Linked DNA regions of Pan troglodytes: region 1 is linked to region 2. Evidence: chromatin contacts called from public HiChIP or PLAC-seq data. All regions are on one chromosome and are shown on one strand. Each heading gives the region's core, a stretch centred on a gene start, on an enhancer-like site or on the middle of the called end of the contact. The rest is flanking DNA. Distances are from core to core; before and after follow the strand shown.

Region 1 (5,719 bases), core at 1,304-3,803, 310 kb before region 2:
TGCAGAAGGCCAGCCTGGGTAGGGAGCCTCAGGTCACCTGCCTCCTCCCCAGACCCCATCATCCAGGAAAACTGAATTCAGCTGAAAGCACAGCCATGGCATTGCTGAAATATGACAACACCTGGAGACAATGGATTCCTTTCTGGGGAATTTACCCCTCTGCTGCTGCTTGAGGGCAAGCGTCCTGTCTTCTCTTCCCCTGGTATATAAAATGAGGCTCTTCATTTGTTGGCTGAATGAATGAAGGTCAGAAAAAGAAAACTCAACTTCTCATCCTCCAGTAATGGAACAATCAAGTTGGGAGAAATCACAGAGAAAAAAAATCACGTCCCAATTTTGCTGATGAGGAAACTGAACTTCAGAGGCAGGAAATAACTCTCAGAAGGTTGCAGAGAAGGTGAGGAATCGAAACAGGCCATAAGCAGTGACAAGTCTGGTAATGCCAGAGTAGTTTTTCTGCAGTAAAGATTTCCCTTCCTGCTTGCCTTTCCCCTGATTCTGGGGCTCTCCCTTGGTCCAGATCATTTGGGCCGAGAGAAACAAAACCCAGGTGCATTGCCATCTAAGCAGAATATGCTGAGAAAATCACCCTCACAAATTCCATAGTCACCTACAAAGTACTTCAGGTTATCACCAGCCCTTTTCTCCCTCTGGTCCCCAGGATGCCTATGACTTCTCTCAGAACTCTTTCTGGGCCGGGTGCAGTGGCTTACACCTGTAATTCCAGCACTTAGGGAGGCTGAGGCAGGAGGATCACCCGAGGTCAGGTTTCACTAACATGGTGAAACCCCGTCTCTACCAAAAATACAAAAATTAGCTGGGCATGGTGGCGGGCGCCTGTAATCCCAGCTACTAGGGAGCCTGAGGCAGGAACCTGGGAGGCGGAGGTTGCAGTGAGCCGAGATTACGCCAATGCACTCCAGTCTGGGCAACACAGTGAGGCTCTGTCTCAAATAAATAAATAAATAAATAAATAAAAATAACAGAGAGATGTTAATATCATCATCATCACGGTATGTTCTTGAAGTTCTCAAACAGCAGGAGGTAACCCTGTTAAGTGAAACCAATTTAACAGCTTGTAAACAGCATTCTAAAAATGGAACGGTAACACAGAATATATATTTGAGTGCATAAGAATTGTTTCATAAAACATTTGTTTTACACATGTACATAGATACATACACATATATACATACGTACACACACAGGTATTTCCTATCATGGGGCATGACTGAGTTTGAAAGCTACTGTTCTAAGGCAACATTTCTCTAAAGATGATTGAAAGGAGTGTTTTTCTTTCTTTTCTTTTCTTTTTTTTTTAATTTTTGAGACAGGGTCTCACTCTGTTGCTCAAGCTAGGGTGCAGTGGTATGATCACAGCTCACTGCAGCCTCAACCTCCTGAGCTCAAGTGATCCTCCCACCTCAGCCTCCCGAGTAGCTGAGACTACAGGTGCGCGGCACCACGCTTAGCTAATTTTTGTTTTGTTTTTTTGTTTTTGTAGAGACATGGTTTCGTCAGGTTGCCTAGACTGGTCTTGAACTCCTGAGCTCAAGCAATCTGCCTGCCTTGGCCTCCCAAAGTGCTTGTGGCTTACAAGCCTGAGCCACTGCGCCTGGTCTATTTTTCTAACTTTAGTAATTTGCATTTGCATACCACTGCCATTATTGTTGTCATATCAGAATACTACCTATAACATTATTTACTAAATTCTTGTCTTTGAGTTGGCTCACTTTAACCATTTTTGCCTCATTGTAACAGCAATATTCAGAAAATTTATATTTAGTACTACATATTACATTTTTTTCCATCTAAAACCATCTCTCATATGAGCACCACCTTTTGGGAAACGCTGGTGGCAAGGAGTGTCACATGCAAAAGCCCCTTCCAGAAGTCAAGCTGGGAGCCAGAAAAGCTGTATGATGTTGGGATGTTGGGTGAGCCCCCACCCCCTGCCCCCGGGGTCCTTCTCTGCCCCTGGAGGCAGGCCCAGTCCTGCTGCTGGGTATCCCAAGTTCTTGTGGTTGACCTTCCCGCAGTGGCCACCTCAGGAAGAAAAGGGCAGGCCCTATCTGCCTGTGGACTGGATCTTTCTTGGGATGTTCCCGCCAGTGGAAAAGGCCAGGACCTCGATCTGCCTTTCTGTAGTGAGCTGCATCCTGCTGCTGCCCCAAGATCGAAGAATTTCCTTTCTTGTCCAGCTTTGATTCCATTGATGGGATTAGGCACCCCCCACGGCCGTGTCCTTTGATGTGGTCAGGGGGTAGCAGGGAGATTTCAGGCCCAGGGAGCAAATCTTAATCTTCTTCGAGCTTCTCTGGGATCAGCACCGGGGTAAACCCATTACAACCCTGCCCTTTCATCCCCCCAGGACACCGGCTCCTCCCGGCTCCTGAGTCTCAGAGATCCTAAGGGTTTGTCAGATTTGGAGCGAGCAATAAAAGGGGAAGAGAAAGCAGAGCACTAACTCCAGACCCCCTCCAGCCCCGGCTGCATCTCCAGCAACGTCAGGGCATCTTCTTTCTTCCCTTCTAATCCTGCGCTCCCACAAAATGGCGATTACAGAGGCCTGGGGCCAGCGCTGTCCATGCCCCAGCACTGGGCATCTCTGCCAGCGCTTGGCCGCCATCCCTCCCCCAGCTACGCACTCCTGGGAGCACCAGCTCCTGGACATGTCCCACCCAGGGATCCCGATGTGGGGATCAGATAAACCAGATATACCACTCAACCCTTACCAAAGTGAAGTTTAGAGACAGGGTCTCCCTCTGTCACGCAGGCTGGAGTGCCGTGGTGCGATCATAATTCACTGTAGCCTCTAACTCCTGGGCTTCAGCGATCCTCCCACCTCAGGTGTGTGCCACCACGCCCAGCTAATTTTTTTTTTTTTTTTTGTAAAGACAGAGTCTCACTATATTCCCAGGCTGGTCTCAAACTCCTGGGCTCAAGCAATCCTGCCTTGGCCTCCCAAAGTGCTGGGATTACAGGTGTGCGCCACCGTGCCCAGCCTCATAGTGAGATTTAAAGGCATGATCTGGGTTGGTGAGGCCAGGAAAGAGAAGGCAGGAACATAGCTAATATCTATGTCGGGACACAAACAGATATGTCACGTTATTTTCTTTAAATGGCTCCAAATCTCGACCTGAAGAGGTTGGGAAACTCAACCTCAGTGGTTATTTGGGCTTCCCCATCACCCACGGTGCCTGGAATCCTGGCCATCTTGAGGCTGGGGATCTTGGTAGAGGCCTGGTTCAGGTCCCAGAGGAGACACGCAGTTACTCTCCCACATCCTGGCGTCTCCGGAGAGACAGTGGGGCAGCAGGTCTCCACCAAGGGGATTCCACTGACCTCCCACCCCTCGCTAATCTTGGGACAGCTCTTACTCAGCCTCAAAGCTTTTCTGTCCCACTCCTTTTCCACAGTCTCCCTAAAGGAACTCAGCTTTTCAAACAGCACAGCCAGGAAGAGAGGTTGTCTGTAGGCCGCTGGAACTGGGAGTTGAAAGCACGAAATTTTAACATCTCAAGAAAGTATGCTGCCCGGTACTATGCTTGGCACTTTAATTTATAATCTTTGCCACCAAAGCCCTGCCAGAAGTGCCCGGCGGCTCCAGGTTCTAGATGGGGAAGTTGAGGCCGGCGGCAGGCGCGCTCCACCGGGCGGGGGCGCGGCCCGGGAGCGGAGCGGCCGGCAGGGGGCTCCCCGCGCCGGTCTCCGCGGGAGGAAGCGCTGGCAGCTGCTCGGACGGGTCAAAGGAGGAAAAGGGAAAATTACTGGGCTCCGGGGCGGGAAGGACTGCGTGACTGGGAGGAAGGCACTCCAGACTGTCGAGTAGGGCCGCCCGCGTCGGGACCCCATCCCCGGGGCAGGGCGGGGAACCCGGGCCACCCCCCACCGCCGTCAGGGTCTCTCCCGCCGGTGCCGCAGGCTGGAGCGGGCGTCGCGGCCGGGGGCGGTGCCGCCTAGGGGCGGGCGAAGGGCGGGCCGGGGCGGGGCGCCGTCCGCTCGGCTCTGGGAGGCGGTGCGGGCGGGCGCTGGCCGCGTCCGCCCGCCGGGAGCCGCGGGGCGCGCAGCCTTCCTGATGTGTCACCAGCACGTGGAGCCAGGTCGGGCCGCGGCGAGCAAGCCGACCCCCGCAACTTTCGAGGGGTCTCGCCGCCCCGCTCCTCTCCCGGCTTCGCCGGGCTCGCTCTCCTAGCGGAGGGGGCGGCGGCGGCCCCCAGGTCCCGGGCAGGTCGAGCGAGGCCACGGCCCCCGGCCAGGAGCTCGAGGGGCTCCCGGAACGTCGGGGCGCGGGCCCCGGCTAGCGGCTATGGCCCCCGTGCCCAGGCAGCGGTGCGGACTCGGCCTTGCGGGAGGGTGCGGCCTGCTGCGAGAGGTCGGCCACGGCTCCCGCCCCGCGCCCCGCGCCCCTCGCCCGCCGAGCTGAGCGCAGGTAACCGAGGCAGAGCGGAGCTGGGCCTCGCAGGCGCGGCGTGGGAGCGTGGCGAAGTTTGTCGGCGCATAACTCTTGCGCCCCACTCGGGAGTGGGGCTGCGGTGGGGAGGCTTTGGTCCCCGCACCTCCCCCTTCCCCAGCGCTGTCCCTCGGCCTGAGCCGAGGCGGCCCGGGGGTGGCGTGGAGGCCGCAGAGCGTCGTGTAACCCTTGGAGGGCTGGGTTTGGAGCCCGCGACCCGAGGTCGGGCGGGGCGGTGGACTTTCCCGGGGGACGCCGCCTGAGGGACACCCAGAGCTTCGGCGGAGCGGAGCGCGGTGCACAGAGCCGGCGGCCGGACCCAGCCCCGGGAAGCCCGTCGGGGACGCACCCCGAACTCCGAGGATGGGAGCTGAGGGCTGGGTCTTTGCGGGCGAGATGAGGGTGTCGGATCAACTGGCCTACAAAGTCCCAGTTCTCGGCCCCCGGGACCAGCGTCTTCTCCCCGGTCCTCGCCCCAGGCCGGCTTCCTCCCGGGCTGGCGTGCGCTCCGGCCGGGCTGCCTCTCAGGTCCACGCTGGAGAAGGAGTGGTGAGGTGCGCTCGCCCCGGCTGCGTGCGGTGATTCGGGAAATCCCCGCACTTCGCTGGAGAAATAGCGACGCTCTCGGAAGTGTGAGTCGGTCACTGCTTGGGGTCCGTACCCTTTGGGCAGACGTGGACCGCGCCCCGGCGACCTGGGTTGAGTGGACAGACGGGACCCGGCTTACCCATGGGCCAAGCCCTGCCACTTACCGAGGCCTGCCCTGCTGTGCTTTCCAGGGCGGCAACCTTGAGCTTGGGGGTGGGGAGAACGGGGCCTGACTTCTAGAATTGCCCCTGGGGAGGTGGGAAGCGGAGGTTTGGCCCGGTGGCGCAGGAAGCCCCTGTTCCTCTCCCAAACACCATTTCATTAAAGATGGATCTTTGTGGATGTGTTCCCAATGGCCGGTCTTTTGTTCCCTGACCGATGCAACATAATGTGGACCCACTCCAGTCCTCTTCAAGTTTTTTGCTGGAATTCCTTAAACTCTCCTTTAAAGTCTCTTATCTGTTCCTCTAGTGCGTTTGCTTCTACTCCCCGAAAACAAAAACCCACCAACCCCTGAAACCTCGGGTTTGCCTGGTGTTGGAACTTTGGTTATTTGTCCTTTTGTTTGTGTTGTGTTTTTGGCTCTTGGCCGTGGAAAAACATCTGGGGACATGCAGTGAGGTGACTTGAACTGTGTGAAGAACTGGTTGACAAAATAGGGAACGTCTGGTCCCTGTC
Region 2 (5,491 bases), core at 2,482-4,981:
AGCCAGGCGATATGGTGCGCGCCTGTAATCCCAGCTACTCAGGAGGCTGAGGCACAAGAATCACTTGAACCCGGGAGACAGAGGTTGCAGTGAGCCAAGATTGCGACACTGCAGTCCAGCCTGGGTGACAGAGTGAGACTCCATCTCAAAAAAAAAAGAAAAAGAAAAAAAGGGGCCAAGCGTGGTAGCTCACACCTATAATCCCAGCACTTTGAGAGGCTGAGGCAGATGGATCATGTGAGGTCAGGAGTTCGAGACCAGCCTGGCTAACATGGTGAAACCCCATCTCTACTAAAAATACAAAAATTAGCCGGGCATGGTGGCATATGCCTGTAATCCAGCTACTTGGGAGGCTGAGATAGGAGAATGCTTGAATCCAGGAGGCAGAGGTTGCAGTGAGCCAAGATTGTGCCATTGCACTCCAGCCTGGGCAACAAGAGCAAAACTCCCTCTCAAAAAAAAAAAAAAAAACGGCAGGGGGCTGGGCACAGTGGCTCATGCCTTTGTAATCCCAGCACTTTGGGAGCGTGGGCTCACAGTAATCCCAGCACTTTGGGAGGCCTAGGTGGGCAGATCACTTGAGATCAGGAGTTCGAGACCAGCCTGGCCAACATAGTAAAACCCCATAGCTACTAAAAATACAAAAGTTAGCTGGGTGTGGTGGCGCGTGCCTGTAGTGCCAGCTACTCGGGAGGCTGGGGCAGGAGAATTGCTTTAACCTGGGAAGCGGAGGTTGCGGTGAGCTGACATCGTGCCACTGTACTCCAGCCTGGTGACACAGCGAGACTCCATTTCAAAAAAAAAAAGATATTTTGAGAGAGAACACATTCACGTAACTTTCAGTATACTGGCATAATTGTTCTATATTACTATTGTTATTAATCACATATGCATAATTTATAAGTTAAACCATATCAGAAATAGTATATATAGGAGGAAAAAAAAGCAGTTTCAGGCATCCATTGGGGCGGGGGGGGGGTCTTAGAATGTATCCCCTAGGAATAAGGTGAGACTGCTGTACTATTTTCACCGTTTCAAGCTGTTTCTCTCGGTAGAAGGATGGGTTTGTACATAAGAAAAGTTCAGAACTTCCCTTAAGGAAGCTCCAAGCAAGGCTTCCAAAGGAGGGTACTGTTCAACTGGGCAGAGAAGGTCACTAAGCAGCAGAAAGGACTGGCTAAAAGAGAAGGTAAATGAGACAGAGGGACTATTCCTCTCCTCACATCCTTGGTCTCCCCAACTTCCGTCTCTGCCATCTACTTGCCTAGTCGATCCATAGCCTTCTCAGTCTCTCTCTCCTGATCAGAGTGGTCAGCTGTAGCAAAGCCAGCCTGCAGGAAGAAGAAATGATTACCAAGGACTTGGGTATCTGGGGTATGCCCAGTATTCAGCTATTGCATCTCAACCCCACCCAGTCTTCCATACTCCCCTTGGTGATGCAGGGCTGGGACTCTGCCACCCACATTTCTGCTTTGCCCTGTTAAACTGAGCAAGGCTGGAGGGAGATGGGCCTTGTTCCTTCCTATTCATGTAGGCATCACCTCATGACACTTCACCGTGGCAGCAGGAATGCCTTCCTATAGTGGCCACAGAATCCAGTATACAGTTCTGCGAACTCTTGCAGAGCCAGTCTTATCACTGCACCTTGTCTTTAGAGGTCTGGGTCTCAGGACTCTCCTCCAAGCTCAGAGATCCCCTACCATCAGCTGGGGCAGTGCCTTCTCCTTAAAGGTTGGAATTTCAGCTCTGCAGAGCCTTTTCCCTAAGCTTTTAAATTTTAATCAACTTCATCTCTTTGTTCCTTCAGCCATAGGTTGGTAGCTGTTCCCTGCGGTTGCCACCCCCAGGTACACGTTTTACCTTTTCAGTTACTTAACAACTTTATAGCTAGTAAACAACTCTATCAAATTCTCTGTTTCCTCACCGACACACTGAGGTGGGGGAAGCTTTATAATTCCTCTGCAATGCTGAGCACTGAAGGCAGTATTTCTAATCTAACTGAAAATCTTCCCGCACAGCCAACCAAATGCTTCTCTGCTCCCGTCACTCAGAAGTTCCTGAAACCCTATGACCTCCAAGACCTCTTTCTAATGAATCACGAAATGTTCCCTGCCTGCATAAAAGACCTGATTTTGATCCCAGCTCTGCCATCCATTCAGAGTGTGACCTTGAACACATCACTTCAATTACTGTGCCTGCGTTTTCTTCTCCAGAAATTGGGGGTGACTGTTCTGACCCTGCAGGGGACTTATGATTAGACACCATTTATGAAAACACCTGGCATGTGGCAAGAATGTAACATTTCTTGAATTTAAATTCATCTTTTCTGCTACATCTAAACTGTACTCGGCACCTGCTCCAATCAGCATTCATTATCTAGTCGTGTCTGGGTTTAATAATTCAGTTCCACTCCCTGTAGTTAGTGACAACCTCTGGTCACTGCCGCCCAAGGAGAAGTCAGACCTCTCGCCTAAACCACTGCCACGGCCTCCTAACCACCTTCCCATCCAGCCATCTGGCCCAGCCTTACAGAATTAATCACTACTCTGCTCAAAACCTTCAACAGCCCTCCACTGAGAGAGCACAAAATTAGCCATGGCATTCGCACGTCCCCTCTTCTCCCACTCCCATCAACCTGTTGAGCATAGTTCTCTGCATGCTCTGAGACCCAACTCCAGGCCATGTGCCCTGCACTTTCTCATCTCCACGCCTCTGCAGACACCACCAGCCTCTCACCTTGATCCTTTCCTGCTATGCCCTGACAAAATTAGTCCCATTCTATTCTGCACTCCAAAGTAATTTTCTTTATAAGTGTCGCTGCATTTTTCATATCTTACTTTGGCTAAGTACCATCTTTGAGGCATCATTCATCCAGTCGGCATGTCTATCTCCTGTGCCAGGCACTATGATAGGCTGGGCAAACAGCCCTAACAGAGGGTTCCTACCTTCAAGCCGCTCAGCACCTAGCCGGTACAGACTGTAAACAAGGACAGGTAAGAACTGTAATAACGGTCTGTAACGTTCTCGGGAAAACCAGGAGCTGTCTAGCTTACATGAAAACAAGTTTCTGGAAACCCTGCGTCAAACAGGGCCTTTCTGGTTTCAGTAAGGAGAAGGGGGAGCGCGCATGTGACATCTGGGGCTCAGGGTCAGCTGGCATCCCCACCAACGGACAGAGGTCCACAGGTCTGTAAAGTCAAGTCCCTCTCCTCGCCGCCCTCACCTGGCCCTCGCCCAGGCTCCTGGCAGCGGGCCCCGGCTCTCGGTCACCAGCGTCACCTCCCATTTACCAAATCCGCAGCGGCGCCCAGCGGGCGGACAGCCTTCCCTGCTGACCCGGCGCGCCCACCCACGCCCTCGGCTTTCCCCGCCCCGCAGCCCCGCGGCCCCGCGGCCCCGCGGCCTGGCCGTTTTCAGCTCGAGCGCGAGCCCAAACAGCGCTCCGTGTCGCGGGGCGGCCCGAGGCCGGCCAGAGGCGCTTCCCCGGCCCCGCGGCCCCCGCCCAGCCCGGCCCCGCGACTTCCCGCCCCAGGCTGCGGCTGGCTGTTGCTCCCGGCCCCCACGCGGCGCTCACCTCCGGGCTGGGGGGCGCCCCCCGCGCGCTAGGCAGCGGCGGGCCCCGAGACGGCTCCGCGGCCCCCTGCGCCTGGGCCCCGGCGGCCTGAAGGTCCATGCCCTGAGGCCCGCGGCTGGTCGCCCTGGACGCCGTGGGCCACGTGACGCGCCGGCCCGCCTGCCCGCCGGAGGATCCGCCGCAGAAGCGCCAATCAGCCTGGGGAGGGGGTGGGTACCGGCCAAGAGGGCGGGGCGCGGGGGTGTCACGAGGAAGCGGGGGCGGGGCGGTGCAGGGGGCGGGGCGCGCGGCCTCGCGGAGCCCGCCCCTCCCTCCCAGCGCGAAATCTGAAACAATCTCGGAGACGGATTTTAGAAACTCCTCTCGGTGCATATCCTAAGGCTGCACGACTAGCTGCGTGTGAAACGCCAAGCGTACCCTACTCGGCCACTCGGGGTGTGCTCCAGCTTCAAAACCCCGCGTGGGTAAGACACATGAGCAACCCAGTGACCTCCACCTTGAGCTAATGATCGTCTTTGAAGTTAATCCATTAGAAACCAAGATAGATGATTAAGACACAAACTGCAATATGCAGTGGACACAGAATACAGGCCACGACGCTTACTCATAATAATCCTGAACATTCGGGATTCCTGTATTTCCATGCTCAACGCCTGATACCGACAACCTAATTATTTCCCATTTTGCCTCGAAAGGTGGCTTCTGGGGATAGGCAGGGCCTGAGCTGGGAACAGCCCAACTGGAAAGACAGCCTTCCCTGCCTTCCCCACAGTGCCTAACCTCTAATAACAAACCAGCTCAAGGTGTGCTAATCACGTCAACATCAGGACATGAGACCCTCTTCCTTCATCCCCCTCAAAGACTGTGTTGTTTGTACAACACAAAAGGCATTTGAAAAAATTTAGCATAAAACTGACACATAATATTCGATATTATTTTTGTTCTATATGTAGATGTTCCTACACAGGAGTCAGTATCCCCAAGGCTAACTGCCTCTAGGTCAGCAATGTCCAATAGAACGTTCTTTAATGGTGGAAGTGGAAATGAAAGTTCTACTATCTGTACTGTCCAATATAGTAACCATATACCTACTGAGCACTTGAAATGTGGCCAATGTGAATAAATTGAATAATTCGAATAAATTTAAATTGCTACATGTGCCTTGGAGCTACTGTTTCTAACAGTGCAACTCTAGGTGTACTAGCTAGATGTGTTTTCATAACCTGCAATATTGAGAATCAGATACAGGGATGTGATGACCCCAGGTGACCACCCTTATAGCCTTGTGTTAAGGAGACTACCACTATCCTCTTTGCTCCCTAATCTACATATCTCTTTTGTAAAATTAAAGTGCCAAATAAGATTAAGAATGTTAAACATCCCAGGACTTAAGGGACAGGAAAAAGAGGAATTTTTTTCTTATTTTAAAACAAATGACAAGAAAACAGGGGCTGGCCACGGTGGCTCACTCCTGTAATCCCAGCACTTTGGGAGGCCGAGGCAGGCGGATCACTTGAGGTCAGTTCAAGGCTATCCTGGCCAACATGGTGAAACCCCATCTCTACTAAAAATACAAAAATTAGCCAGGCGTGGTGGCACACACCCATAATCCCAGCTACTAGGGAGGCTGAGGCAGGAGAATCACTTGAGCCTGGGAGGTGGAGGTTGCAGTGAGCAGAGATTGCCCCATAGCACTCCAGCCTGGGCGACAGAGTGAGACTTGGTCTAAAAAAAAAAAAAAAAAAAAACCAGAAAGAAAAAGAAAACAGTACAAAAGCTTAAAATAAAAATGTTCTAAAGTAGACTCTAATACTCATAGAAATTTAATATATAATAAAGGTAACATCACAAATCAGCAGAGAGAAACATAACTGCCCAAATAGTGTTGGCAAAATTAACTGCTTGGGGAAAAAGAGT

What was found. HiChIP or PLAC-seq counts read pairs in DNA pulled down with a chosen protein or histone mark.
Region 1: an H3K4me3 HiChIP or PLAC-seq map of stem cell-derived excitatory neurons shows a contact between it and region 2, with 8 times the contacts expected there. The contact joins the promoter of LOC129137710 here to the promoter of COPRS in region 2. A contact is called at or near these places in 1 of 1 datasets of contacts at active chromatin or transcription factors (stem cell-derived excitatory neurons) and 1 of 1 other capture datasets (stem cell-derived neural stem cells).

Annotation. Positions count from the first base shown.
Region 1 is chr19:36,052,908-36,058,626 of NHGRI_mPanTro3-v2.0_pri, reverse strand. LOC129137710 (collagen alpha-1(II) chain-like) reads left to right here and starts at 2,553. Exons shown (of 3, transcript XM_054671127.1): 1 at 2,553-2,695; 2 at 3,583-3,796; 3 at 3,964-5,383. The coding sequence starts at 2,553. The coding sequence ends at 4,716. MIR193A (microRNA mir-193a) reads left to right here and starts at 4,812; the gene lies at 4,812-4,898.
Region 2 is chr19:35,744,375-35,749,865 of NHGRI_mPanTro3-v2.0_pri, reverse strand. COPRS (coordinator of PRMT5 and differentiation stimulator) reads right to left here and starts at 3,731. Exons shown (of 4, transcript XM_001174701.6): 1 at 3,575-3,731; 2 at 1,265-1,331. The coding sequence starts at 3,673.